2 separate regions of the Zea mays genome follow, and region 2 is linked to region 1. The links are chromatin contacts, called in public Hi-C maps. All regions are on one chromosome and are shown on one strand. The core of a region is the stretch at or near the end of the contact, and the rest is flanking DNA. Distances in the headings are between cores, read along the strand shown.

The links. Hi-C and Micro-C count contacts between places; a contact is called where the count stands out from the background.
Region 2: a Hi-C map of leaf shows a contact between it and region 1, with 4 times the contacts expected there. The contact joins the promoter of LOC100383427 here to the promoter of LOC103636201 in region 1. A contact is called at or near these places in 2 of 25 Hi-C or Micro-C datasets (both in leaf).

What each region holds. Positions count from the first base shown.
Region 1 is chr8:156,672,202-156,678,421 of Zm-B73-REFERENCE-NAM-5.0, forward strand. LOC103636201 reads right to left here and starts at 2,318. Exons shown (of 3, transcript XM_020542459.3): 1 at 2,066-2,318; 2 at 1,536-1,742; 3 at 895-1,443. The coding sequence starts at 1,715. The coding sequence ends at 1,057. LOC103636202 (ABC transporter B family member 4) reads right to left here. Exons shown (of 12, transcript XM_008658553.4): 6 at 6,200-6,220; 7 at 5,813-6,086; 8 at 5,035-5,701; 9 at 4,696-4,924; 10 at 4,335-4,601; 11 at 3,898-4,161; 12 at 2,985-3,805. The coding sequence ends at 3,161.
Region 2 is chr8:156,847,957-156,854,176 of Zm-B73-REFERENCE-NAM-5.0, forward strand. LOC100383427 (SWAP (Suppressor-of-White-APricot)/surp domain-containing protein) reads left to right here and starts at 3,453. Exons shown (of 3, transcript NM_001176078.1): 1 at 3,453-4,035; 2 at 4,749-6,072. The coding sequence starts at 5,422.

The DNA.
Region 1 (6,220 bases), core at 1,068-3,567:
GTTCACTGGTTATCATCGGGCAACAGTTTGGAGATCAGGCTAGACCTATGTGTGATAAAAAAAATGACAATATATCATGGGAACAATTCAGGTGGACCATGTTCTCTGAGAAATATTCAGGTGGAAGAAGAACAGGAATCAGCTAATCTTCAGCAACTAGTACCAGCATCATCCCATGCAAAAGGGCCTATGGACCAGCATATTCATGGGAACAATTCATCCTGGCAAGGTTCTGAATCACCTCCATCGAGGGGTAACGAACTCCTCAAAATGACTTCTCATGTTTCCAGTCACTCCACTCCTAATTCGGAAGAGTATCTGTTTTGGGAGCCTCGTGAGCATGCAAAGCAAGATAAGTATGTTCTTAACTACGGGCTCAACTTTGTCAGCTTTTCTTCATTCTTTTTATTAATGAAAAAATGGACCTTCTTGCTAAGCTTATACCCTCTGGAAGCAAAATTATGACTGATATACATTAAATTGCACTGTAGCCATTTCTGTTTAAGTTAATCTGCATCTAAATCTTGCCAGTTTTGTTTTTATTTTCTTGCTTGGCGTGGCAAGAGTTTGTTAATAGAAGAATTTCAGTTCAGCCATATTTTCAGTTAGCATTTTCAGTTAGCTCAAACGCACTGTAATGGAAAGTATAATTATCCCTACTGTTAAAGGAATGTCAACCGAAGGTTGCAAGTTTGTTGGTGTATTATATGCTGGGCTTATGATCGAGAAGAAGTCTGGGCTGCCTAGGCTTATTCAGTACAATGTAAGATTTGGTGACCCAGAATGCCAGGTTAGTTACCCATCTCCAGTATCCAGTATTCATTTTTGTAGAGGAACGAACAACAAATTCCACAAAATTGATTTTAAAAACAAGATCTGAACAAAAGCTTCATACAATATAAGTGTATAAGTTCAAGATACATTATGGCCGAAACCAAGTTGAACTAAAAATACATCATGAACTACAAGTCTCACAAAATACATTGCCAATAGAATACTACATCAAATTAAAACATGGCTATTGTCCAATAGGCAACTCTCTCACAGACAAATAGGTCAGATAGGCTCATTCATATGTGATAAACGGCGATCATTGATCTCATCCGAGTCAAAAGAAGAGTTGTCTTCATCCGAACCACACTGCTCATAACAATCACAATGAACATCAGATTTGAAATCATCGTACATTCCAAGGGCTTCGTAATCCTCAATTAGAGGTTGCGGACCAATAAGAACTTCCTCCAAATTCCTGCTCATAGTGTCTAGACCTTTTGCAATTTCACTAACATCACTCATGGCATTAATCAAGCAATTCTTGTGCACCATATCATAATACTCAGGCACATGATTGCGGCGGCTCAACTTCCTCAACTCATCGGCAGATAACTGCATCTGTCTAATGGCGTCTAAAAGACCATCCCAAACTCGATTATATCTCTGCGCCTACAACCAAATGAATAATGACATTTAATATCACATTATAGTATTGACTGTTACCATAATAAGACATTATGTTAGTTACAGTAAAAACATACCGGATCATGTGTGCTACATAATCGATGGCGCGGACGTAATCTACTAGTGCCATAATCAATTTTGCTCGTGTCGACGATGCATGTGCGCCTAATCCCATCTGCAGCTTCTGCGACATCTTTGCGTGTGTCGGCCCTAGCAGGTCCAGATCCGATACGAATTGATCTTGGTGATTTATCCATGGCCGCAGCGAAGGATCCTACGACGAGCTGCTCAAGGGGCGCCAGGAGAAAGGTGAACTTAACTGAAACTGCTAATGAACTGAAAACACCTGAACACAGAAACTGAAAACTGAACTGAGACTGAAACTTAACTTAAATCCTAAAAACAGAGACTAAAAACTGAACTGAACTGAAACTTTTCAGAATGTAATTTTTAGATGAAACTGGAGAACAGGAGGACGTAACAGCAGCCGGCGAACAGGAGGACGAAACTTTTCAGAATGTAATTTTTAGATGAAACTTTTCAGAATGTAGTTTTCAGAAGAGCACTTGAGAAAGGGGCGCCAGAGAAAGAGAGAGCTGCTACTCACCTGGAGCGCCGGGCAGAGGGACCAAGACCGTCGGGTAGGAGACTCGCGAGCTCGACGAGGAGCACCGCAGACTGGCGAGCTCGATGAGCGCTGGGAGCAGTCGGGGAGCCAGACAGAGAGGGAGAGGAAGAAAGGAGCGAGCTCGCGATCCGTTCTGAAGAATAGAGGAAGCCCGATCCGTTTTGACGAACGGGAAATCCAAATCTTCAACGTAACAGCAGCCGGCGATGGATAAAAGTGCCCACGATGACAAATTTTCAAACGGAAGGCTATTATAATACTAAGATTCCAATTGCAAGGTTGGGGGTACCAAACTTCCGAAGCCCGCCGTTCGGGATACCTCAGCTCCAAATAACTCGTCTCTAACTGGCGACAAGCATTCTTCAACAAGACATCATCAGCTTCACTTTTTTGGAGTTGAGCCCAAAATCAGAGCCAGTATATTCCTCTAAAAAGAACCTTTAACAATACATAAATATATACATACTAAACGGACGACATCGCGCCAGTGCATCCGTTCGGCTTTGATCACGTTTACATTATGGCTAATTACGACTAGAGGGTGATTAGTAACTGCTAATCTTGTAGAGTCATCTTGTTATCTCTGGATGAGATCACTGCCATCCTTTGTTCTTCAACAATAGGAACTGAAAACTCTAGGTCTTGTAACGGTTTTATATGGCTAGTAATCTAGTCGGTCTTACTTTTTCCATATCTTTTTTTTTTAAATTTACCATGTTTGGTTGGGAATGACTTAGTTTGAGAATCGATTAAGCTGTATTGAATATTTAAGAAGATTTACGTATGTACCATAGCTTAAAAGTTACTCACTTACATGTAAGTGTGGGGGTGTGGGTTAGAACCCATTCTCAGCAAACCCGCACCAATCCAGGCTCGTATAAAATTAACAGCCCCCTCATATAAAATCGATTTTATATTTTTATGGTTTATTCGTGACGCATTTGAATACGGTCCCTTCACCTACCGCGTAATTTTCATTTCAACTTGTAAAAGTTACGAACAATTGGGTTGCGGAAAAACAGTATACTTGTATAAATAAATGCACAAACTGTACTCTATAAAGATACACCAGTGCTATTCAGTCTTGGAGCGGAGCTCAACAAGGGAAGCATAGGCTCCGCCGCTGATGCGCATGAGGGCTTCATGCCTTCCTCTCTCCACAATCTTGCCTTCCCTGAGCACAGCAATCACGTCGGCCCCCTTGATCGTGGAGAGGCGGTGCGCCACCACGAGGGTGGTCCGGCTGACCATGACGCGGTCCAGCGCGTCCTGGACGACGCGCTCCGACTCGGCGTCGAGGGCGCTGGTCGCCTCGTCGAGGAGCAGTATCCTCGGGTCCTTCACTATGGCCCTGGCGATCGCCACCCGCTGTTTCTGCCCGCCGGACAGCTGGATCCCTTTCTCGCCCACCATGGTGTCGTACCCTTGGGGCAGGCCCGATATGAACTCGTGCGCGTTGGCCGCCTTGGCTACCGCCACCACCTCTTCCTCTGTGGCGCCGCCGTGCTTCCCGTACGTTATGTTGGCGCGGATCGTGTCGTTGAACAGCACCGGCTCCTGCCCTACCAGCCCCATCTGGTCCCTTAGCCAGCTCACTCTTAGGCTCTTGATCTCAACGCCGTCCAGGGATATTCTACCGGAATCTGGGTCGTAGAAACGCTCCAGCAAAGCGATTATCGTCGACTTGCCGCTGCCACTCTCTCCGACAAGCGCCACTGTCTGCAGACAAAAAGAAGAAAAAAGAAGGGAAACATTGCGTCCAATCATTTCCATTCCACAAGATGGTAAATGGCTGCAGGGGCTAACTGTACCTTTCCAGATGGAATGCGCAAGGTGAAGTCGCTGAATATCTGGACGTCAGGACGCAGTGGGTACTTGAAGCTGACGTTGCTGAAATCGATGTTGCCACTGACAACCTCCAGCGTCATCCCGTCGCCGCTGCTCGAGTCAATTTTGGACTCCCTGTCCAGAACGCTGAAGATGGAAATAGCAGAGTCCCTTGCTTTGGTCGCATCAGAAGCCAGCGCACTCGCTTGCGAGACTCCAATAGCTGCCAGAACTAACGCGAAGAAAACCTGGAAAAACATACGGACAGTCAGGCCTAGTTTCAATGAATGGGAAAACATCAGAACTAACCGTTAGTTGGATCGTTTTAATTTCTCTAAATAACTTTAGAGCTCTAGTACATTTGAACATGCCATCAGCAAGTGAATAATTTACAAGGTGAATGTTTTATTGGTTATCTTACCTTGAAAACATCTGGAAAGGTAGTTTTCCCCTGGCGCACAAACTGCGCACCGACGTAGAAGCAAAGGCCATACGTGAAGAACAACATCAAGAACGAGAAGCCGTAACCAAGCCCTCCGACGACTCCGCTTCGGATGCCCTGCTTCCTCAGAGCCTCACACTTGTCGCTGTACGCTGCGACCACTCTTTTCTCTGCGCAGAACGACGCCACGGTTCTGATACTGCCGACAGCATCAGTCGCCACTTGGCTTGCATCCTCGTACATCTCCTGCGTAGTGATTAGTGAAGTGAAGCCACGCCATCATGATAGGCAGCTCAGGGATCATAGCAAATATTTTGCAGCTGCTATTATTATGCGTCACCTTAGCATCTTCGCTGAATCCCTTCAAGAACTTCACCTGGGCGTAACCCTGCGCACCCACCAGAGGAATCACGCACGTGATGATCAGGGCAAGTCTCCAGTCTGCCGCGAAAGCTATGGCAAACCCAGTTACCAGTGTAGCTATGGACTGCATTATAAGGGCCAGGTTGTCTCCTGCTAGGCGCCGGACGTTTAGCGCGTCGACCGAGAGCCTCGTACCAAGCGCTCCACTGCATGCAAACGAACGATAAACAAATATATATATATATATATATATATATATATATATATATGCATTGGAAAATGAACAAATAACAAATCTTTATCCTACTAGTCCTACCTGGAATTGGAGGCGTTGTCGAACCAAGAGATCTCCTGGCGCACGATGCTCTGGAACGACAGGGCACGGATGCGCTCGATCAGCTTGCCCCCGGCGACCGCGAACAGGAAGTACTGCGCTGGGACCACGACCAAGCACGTGACGCCCAGAGCGACGGCTATCAGCGCCCAGAAGCTGCTGTCCTCTCGCAGCTTATCCGGCGGCTCGAAAAACGATTTTATGATGCCCGACATGAGCAAACCAAACAGCGGGAAGACGACGCCATGCACCGACGCTGCCACGGAGCCTAGCAGAAGGACCGGCGCTTCTGGCACGCTGAGCTTCAAGAGCCGTCCGATGGGTGCTTTCTTTGGTACCACCACAACGTCGGAGAGCTCCTCCGTTTTCTCCCCGCCTATGGTACTCCTGTCCTCGTGTAAATCGACCGCTAATCCTAGGGGGTTCTTGAAGGAGTATCTGTTGCTGCTGCTGCTACCGAAGGAGTCTTTGTTCAGTAGTGACCGCCTGGCGAGCGACTGCGACAGGCTGGTGCTCTTTGATCTGGAGTGATCTGGGACCCCAGACCCAGAGTCTGCTGTCTTGCGCCTTTCGTCAGCACGCGTTTCTTGTAGCCTGATGAGCTGAGAGTATGCCCCGTTGGGATCCTTCACCAATACGTCGTGAGGGCCTGTGTGTGTAAAGATTTATGCTTGTGAGGCGAATTGGATCACGGCAGCTTGTTGACAAGGGGAAGTAAGTATTCCAGAAGCAAGAAAAATATAAGAGATTCCACACACACCTTGTTCAACTATTTTCCCTTGACGGAGTACTGTGATGCAGTCAACGTTCCTTACGGTGCTCAGGCGATGGGCAACGACAAGCGTGGTCCTTTCCACCATTATCCTGTTCAGCGCCTCCTGAACTACCCGCTCAGACTCCACGTCCAACGCGCTCGTCGCTTCGTCGAGCAGGAGTATCTTGGGGTCTTTAAGGATGGCTCTTGCAATCGCGATCCTTTGCTTCTGTCCTCCAGAGAGCTGCGTGCCACGCTGCCCAACCATAGTATCATAGCCCTGTGGTTTGTCAGTCAAGAAAAAAAATGTTTTCAGTTGCTCATTAGCATAAGTTGCCAAGAAATTATTGGAAATATATATTTTTTTTAAAAGAGGGGGAGATTCTTCCATACATCCGGCAACTTGTCGATGAA
Region 2 (6,220 bases), core at 2,203-4,702, 180 kb after region 1:
GCCTTGTCGAGGGGCAGCTCTCCTCGGAGGAGATATTCTAGGTACGGGGTCTGCCAGCCTAGGTTAGGCGTAACCCCGTACTGCTCTCCCTCGACGCGCAGGGCCTCACCCTCGGTGGGCGAGGGTACCTCGGGCTGGGCCGAGGTCTCCTCGGGTTCGGGCGCGACGTCGAGTTTGACGGATGGTTGATAATGTCCCTAGAGAAGACGTTCGGGGGAACCGTCGTCCGTCCCGAGGCTATTTTAGCCAGCTCATCCGCAGTCTCGTTGTACCGTCGAGCAACATGGTTGAGTTCCAGCCTGTAGAACTTATCTTCCAAGCATCGAACTTTGTCGCAGTAGGACTCCATTTTTCGATCGTGGTAGTGGGAGTTCTTCATGACTTGGTCAATAACGAGCTGTGAGTCGCCACGAGCGTCGAGACACCGGACCCCTAGCTCGACGGCGATGTGCAATCCATTAACTAAGGCCTCGTACTCGGCCACGTTGTTTGACGCCGGAAAATGGAGGCGTATCACGTAGCGCACATGTTTCCCGAGGGGTGAAATGAAGAGTAAGCCAACACCTGCTCCGGTTTTCATAAGCGACCCATCGAAGTACATGGTCCAAAGTTCGGCCTGGATTGGAGCTGTTGGCAATTGGGTGTCGACCCATTCAGCCAGGAAGTCTGCTAATGAAAGTGTTTAGCCCATGAGTTCCACTACCATTTTGCGATCCTACCCAAGGCCTCTCGGCACTGGATGATCTCTCCCAGGGGGAAGGATGACACCACAGTCACCGGATGAGACTCGAAGTAGTGTCACAACTTTCGTCGTGTCAGAATCACCGCGTACAGTAGCTTCTGGATTTGCGGGTAGCGGATTTTGGTCTCGGATAGCACCTCGCTGATGAAGTAGACCGGCCTCTGGATGAGCAGTGCATGCCCCTCTTCTCGTTTCTCGACTACGACCGCGACATTGACCACTTGAGTGGTTGCGACTACGTAAATCAAGAGGGCTTCTCCCACAGCGGGGCACCAAGATGGGCGCATTAATAAGGAGTGCTTTAAGGTTTCCGAGGGCTTCTTCGGCCTCGGGAGTCCAAGTGAAGCGCTCAGTCTTCCTTAAGAGGCGGTACAAGGGCAATCCTTTCTCGCCAAGGCGCGAGATGAAGCGGCTTAGAGCCGCAAGGCATCCCATGACCCTTTGTACTCCTTTTAAATCTTTGATGGGTCCCATGTTGGTGATGGCCACGATTTTCTCCGGGTTAGCCTCGATGCCTCGTTCGGAGACGATGAACCCTAGGAGCATGCCTCGGGGGACTCCGAAGACACACTTCTCGGGATTGAGTTTTACGCCCTTCGCCCTTAGACACCTGAATGTTATCTCAAGGTCAGAGAGGAGGTCGGAGGCTATCCTTGTTTTGACAATGATGTCATCGACGTAAGCCTCGACCGTTCTGCCGATGTGTTCTCCGAACACATGGTTCATGCACCTTTGGTATGTTGCACCTGCATTCCTCAAGCCAAATGGCATAGTAGTATAACAATACATGCCAAAAGGCGTGATAAAAGAAGTCGCGAGCTGGTCGGATTCTTTCATCTTGATTTGGTGATAGCCTAAATAGGCATCGAGGAAAGACAGGGTTTTGCACCCAACAGTGGAGTCCACAATTTGATCGATGCGAGGCAGAGGGTAGGGAACCTTTGGACATGCTTTATTTAACCTAGTGTAGTCTACGCACATCCTCCATTTCCCACCTTTTTTCTTTACAAGCACAGGGTTAGCTAACCATTCGGGATGGAATACCTCTTTGATGAACCCTGCAGCCATTAGCTTGTGGACCTCCTCGCCTATGGCCCTGCGCTTTTCTTCATCAAAACGGCGCAGGTGCTGTTTCACGTGTCGGGCACCGGCTCGGATGTCGAGTGAGTGCTCGGCGACATACCTCGGTATGCCTGGCATGTCCGAGTGACTCCACGCAAAAACTTCGGCGTTTGCGCGAAGAAAGTCGACGAGCACTGCTTCCTATTTGGGGTCGAGCTCGGAGCCAACCCTGACTTTCTTGCCGGCGTCATTGCTGGGGTCGAGAGAGACGGACTTAACCGCCTCAGCTGGTTCGAAGTTGCCGGCGTGCCGCTTCGCGTCGGGCGCCTCTTTGGAGAGGCAATCCAGGTCGGCGATGAGGGCTTCAGACTCGGCACTGGCCTCGGCGTACTCCACACATTCCACGTCGCACTTGTAAGCGTGGCGGTATGTGGATCCGACGGTGATGGTTCCCTTGGGGCCTGACATCTTGAGCTTGAGGTACGTGTAGTTGGGGACGGCCATGAACTTGTCGTAGCACGACCTTCCCAACACCACGTGATAGGTCCCTCGGAATCCAACTACCTCGAAAGTGAGGGTTTCCTTTCGGAAGTTGGAGGGAGTTCCGAAGCAGACGGGCAAATCAAGTTGACCAAGGGGCAGGACGCGCTTACCGGGGACAATCCCGTGAAAAGGTGTCGCACCGGCCCGGATCGCGGTCAGATCGACCCCCAAGAGCCCTAGGGTCTCGGCGTAGATGATGTTGAGGCTGCTGCCTCCGTCCATGAGGACCTTGGTGAGCCTAGCGTTGCCGATGACGGGGTTGACGACAAGGGGTATCTTCCTGGGCTCGATACGCAGTCGGAGTGGTCGCCTTGGTCGAAGGTAATGGGTTTATCGGACTAGTCTAAATAGACTGGCGTTGCTACCTTCACCGAGCAGACCTCCCGGCGTTCTTGCTTGCGGTGCTGAGCCGAGACACTCACTACTTGTCCGCCGTAGATCATGAAACAGTTGTGGACCTCCGGGAACTCCTCTTCCTTGTCACCCCTTTCTTGTTGTTGCCTTGGTCCTTGCCACCTTCTGCCGAGGGTCCTGCCTTATTGAAGTAACGCCGGAACATGTCGCACTCTTCAAGGGTGTGCTTGACGGGACCCCTGTGATAAGGGCACGACTCCTTGAGCATCTTGTTGAACATGTTGGCCCCTCCGGCAGGCTTCTGAGGATTCCTGTGCTCGGCAGCAGCGACGAGATCCGCGTTAATGGCGTCGCGTTTCGCTTGCGCCTTCTTCCTGGTCTTCTTCTTCGTGCCACGCTGGACGGACGCCTCGGAGGCGTCTTCCTTCTGTCTTCCCTGAGGCTGCTTGTCCTTCCGGAAGATGGCTTCGACCGCCTCCTGACCAGAAGCGAACTTGGTGGCTATGTCCATCAATTTGCTCGCCTTGGTGGGTGTCTTACGCCCTAGTTTGCTCACCAGGTCCCGGCATGTGGTGCCGGCGAGGAAGGCTCCGATGACATCCGAGTCGGTGATGTTGGGCAACTCGGTCCACTGCTTTAAAAACCACCGGATGTACTTTCACAGGGATTTCCCTGGCTGCTGGCGGCAGCTCTGAAGATCCCACAAGTTCTCAGGGCAGACGTACGTACAAATTTCCAGAGAAGGCCTTGACAAGTTCGTCGAGCCGAACAGCGACCTGCACTCGTAGGCTCAGGCGCGGTTTACCCTGACCCACATACGATAGTTGATGTGGGTGAAATGGACTTTTTAAGTCCAAAATAAGCGTACTAACACCGGCAGCCGCCCCAAATCTCAGTCGGGTCATTCCAATCGAAACCCTAGAAGCGCTCCGCCGAGCTCCAGGTTCCCGAGCTCGCCGCTTTCTCGCGGAGTAAAAAGGCCGAGGCCGGGACAACCTACTTGTGCTACCTCAACGGTTCAGCCATGGATCTGGAGATCGTTGGGCGGCATGCCTTACTGTTCGACGACGACGCGACGGCGGAGCTCGTCAACTCCGGCGTCTCCCTTGTCCCCTGGGCGGCCGTCGGCGCGGCAGACCTCCTCCTCGACCGCCACGACGTCCGCCACCTCCTTGACCGCGTGCCCCCTCGCCCGCACCGCGCCTACTCGATGGCCCTCCTCTCCGCGCCCTCCCCTGACGGCGTCTCTGAGACCGAGCTCGATCGCGAGCGCTACCTTGACCTCCCGGCTGGCGACGGCGAATACGAGGGTTCTGGGGATGCGGCTCCTTCAGGTATAAATGAATCTTCCTTTCGCGCCGCCTCTCTTCTCCTCTCTTCTCGCCTCTCGTATCTGTAACTGTCAGCTTCTGCCTTATCCTTTGTGGATATACTTGAGCTCAAGTTTAGTTTGTTCCGTTCTACATTTTGATGTACCTCTGCTGACTTTGCCCTCTTATATGTTTGACCATGTTTTAAGGAGTCATAATCCTACATTATTCAGACTCATTTCAATGAAGCATCAAGTACAAATTCAAAATAAGTCTATTAATTGGTTGGGATTTCAGTGGTATGGTCGCAGCCCTGTTGAGCCAAACTGTATAAGGAATTTTTCAGATATTACTCCCTTGTATATGACCTCACACGTACTGATCTCTTCTCTGCTGTTTGATTTTTTTGGTTAGCAGCAGACTAACGTTGTAGTAACTGTTTGTTTCTTGCAAACAAACAAGGTTCATAGAATATCCAATCGTATCCAAATAACAGTATCACTGCCACATGTTTAAATTTAGCAGTGTTCATTGTACATATTTTTTTCCATTGTATACTTTTAAGTTTGCAGGAAGGATGCTTTGACTAGTTCATGAGCATCTTTAATCATTTCAAGTAAGGGACTTTCTTCTGTTGCTCGGCAGATGGAATTTGTGCCTGCATTTTTCTTCCCTACTCCTATTTCTGTTATTTACTATATAACAATCCTTTAGCTGACATTTTTTTGCTTATCTAGGAAATGGGTCAGATACTGGACAGACTGATTATAATGTTGTTCCTTTCTCGTATGGATATCCCGCTGGTTCAGATGAACCAAATTCTTCGAACTTGTGCTATCGCCCATCATTTTATGTGCCAGAAAGCTTGTTGAATAAGCTGGTTAGTGTAAGCTTTGAACTCTCACTTTTAACTATTTTCTCTCCAGATATGTTAGAAATTTATTTCTTCTACCCTGTTATTAATATTCTTCAGTTGATCCAGCAATAACTGTTCAAGGTGCATATGTTCTTCTAAGGATTAAATGCCTGTTTCAGATGGTTGGAGCAGAGATGAAGTTCCTACTAGTGATGCACATTGTTTCCTTGCAATGTATCTTGACGTAAGGAATATAGGCAGGTGGGATTAGAATGATTCAAGTGCTACCTATAACAAAAATGATGGGATGGCTGTCTTACGATATACCAGTTTTCTTATATAGTAATTCATTCAGTTTGACATAATTTGTGTTTGTGTGCTCTCTAGCCATTGCTGAGACATTTTTTTGCTCCCATGTTTTAAATTTACAGCCTCCTTCTGAGAAGGTGCATCAGATAATTGCAAGGACAGCCTTATTTGTCAGCGAGCATGGGGGACAATCAGAGATTGTATTGAGGGTGAAACAAGGAGATAATCCAACATTTGGATTCTTGATGCCTGATCATCATCTCCACAGCTACTTCCGCTACCTTGTTGATCATCCTCAACTGCTGAAGGATGGTGCTGATGCTGTTGGCACGAATAAAGGCAATACTGAGAATGAGCATGCTTCATCTGGCGGGGCTTTATCATTGCTTGGGACCACATATGACTCAGGAGACGAGAATGAAGGCACACTCCCGCGTAGTTCGGAAGGCATGAATCCTGAAAATAGCATGACTCTTGATGTGCAGGGCCATGTAAAATCTGCATCAATTATGCCTGACAAAAAAGAAATAGGCAAAAATCAGAATGCTCCTCCTGCAGTTAAAAGAAAAACAATATTGATGAAGAAGAATCAGATTCTTACTGGCAACAGCATGGTTGCTGTTCAGCATGAAAAGGTTAATGACGCAATTATAGCATCAAGTACTTCCAAATCACATACCAATTCAGGCTTATCAGAAATAAAAGAAATGATCCTTGAACCACCATCTTTCATGAAACGCACAATGGAGAAAATAATTGAGTTCATTCTGACAAATGGGAAGGAGTTCGAGAAAAAACTGATTGAGCAAGACAGAACAACTGGGAGGTTTCCATTTCTTCTGTCTTCTAATCCATACCACTCATATTATCTAAAGTTTCTCCAGGAAACTGAAGAGGTAATTTGACTCACTTGATGCTTTAAACTTGGAAGATTTGTGTTACAACCCCCTTTCTATTATTTTGTTGTAGAGGTCAAAATAAATTTATTGTCTTTGTTAATATTTCAAAGATGCCAAAAGAAGTTTATTGTGCCTTTTTTCTATT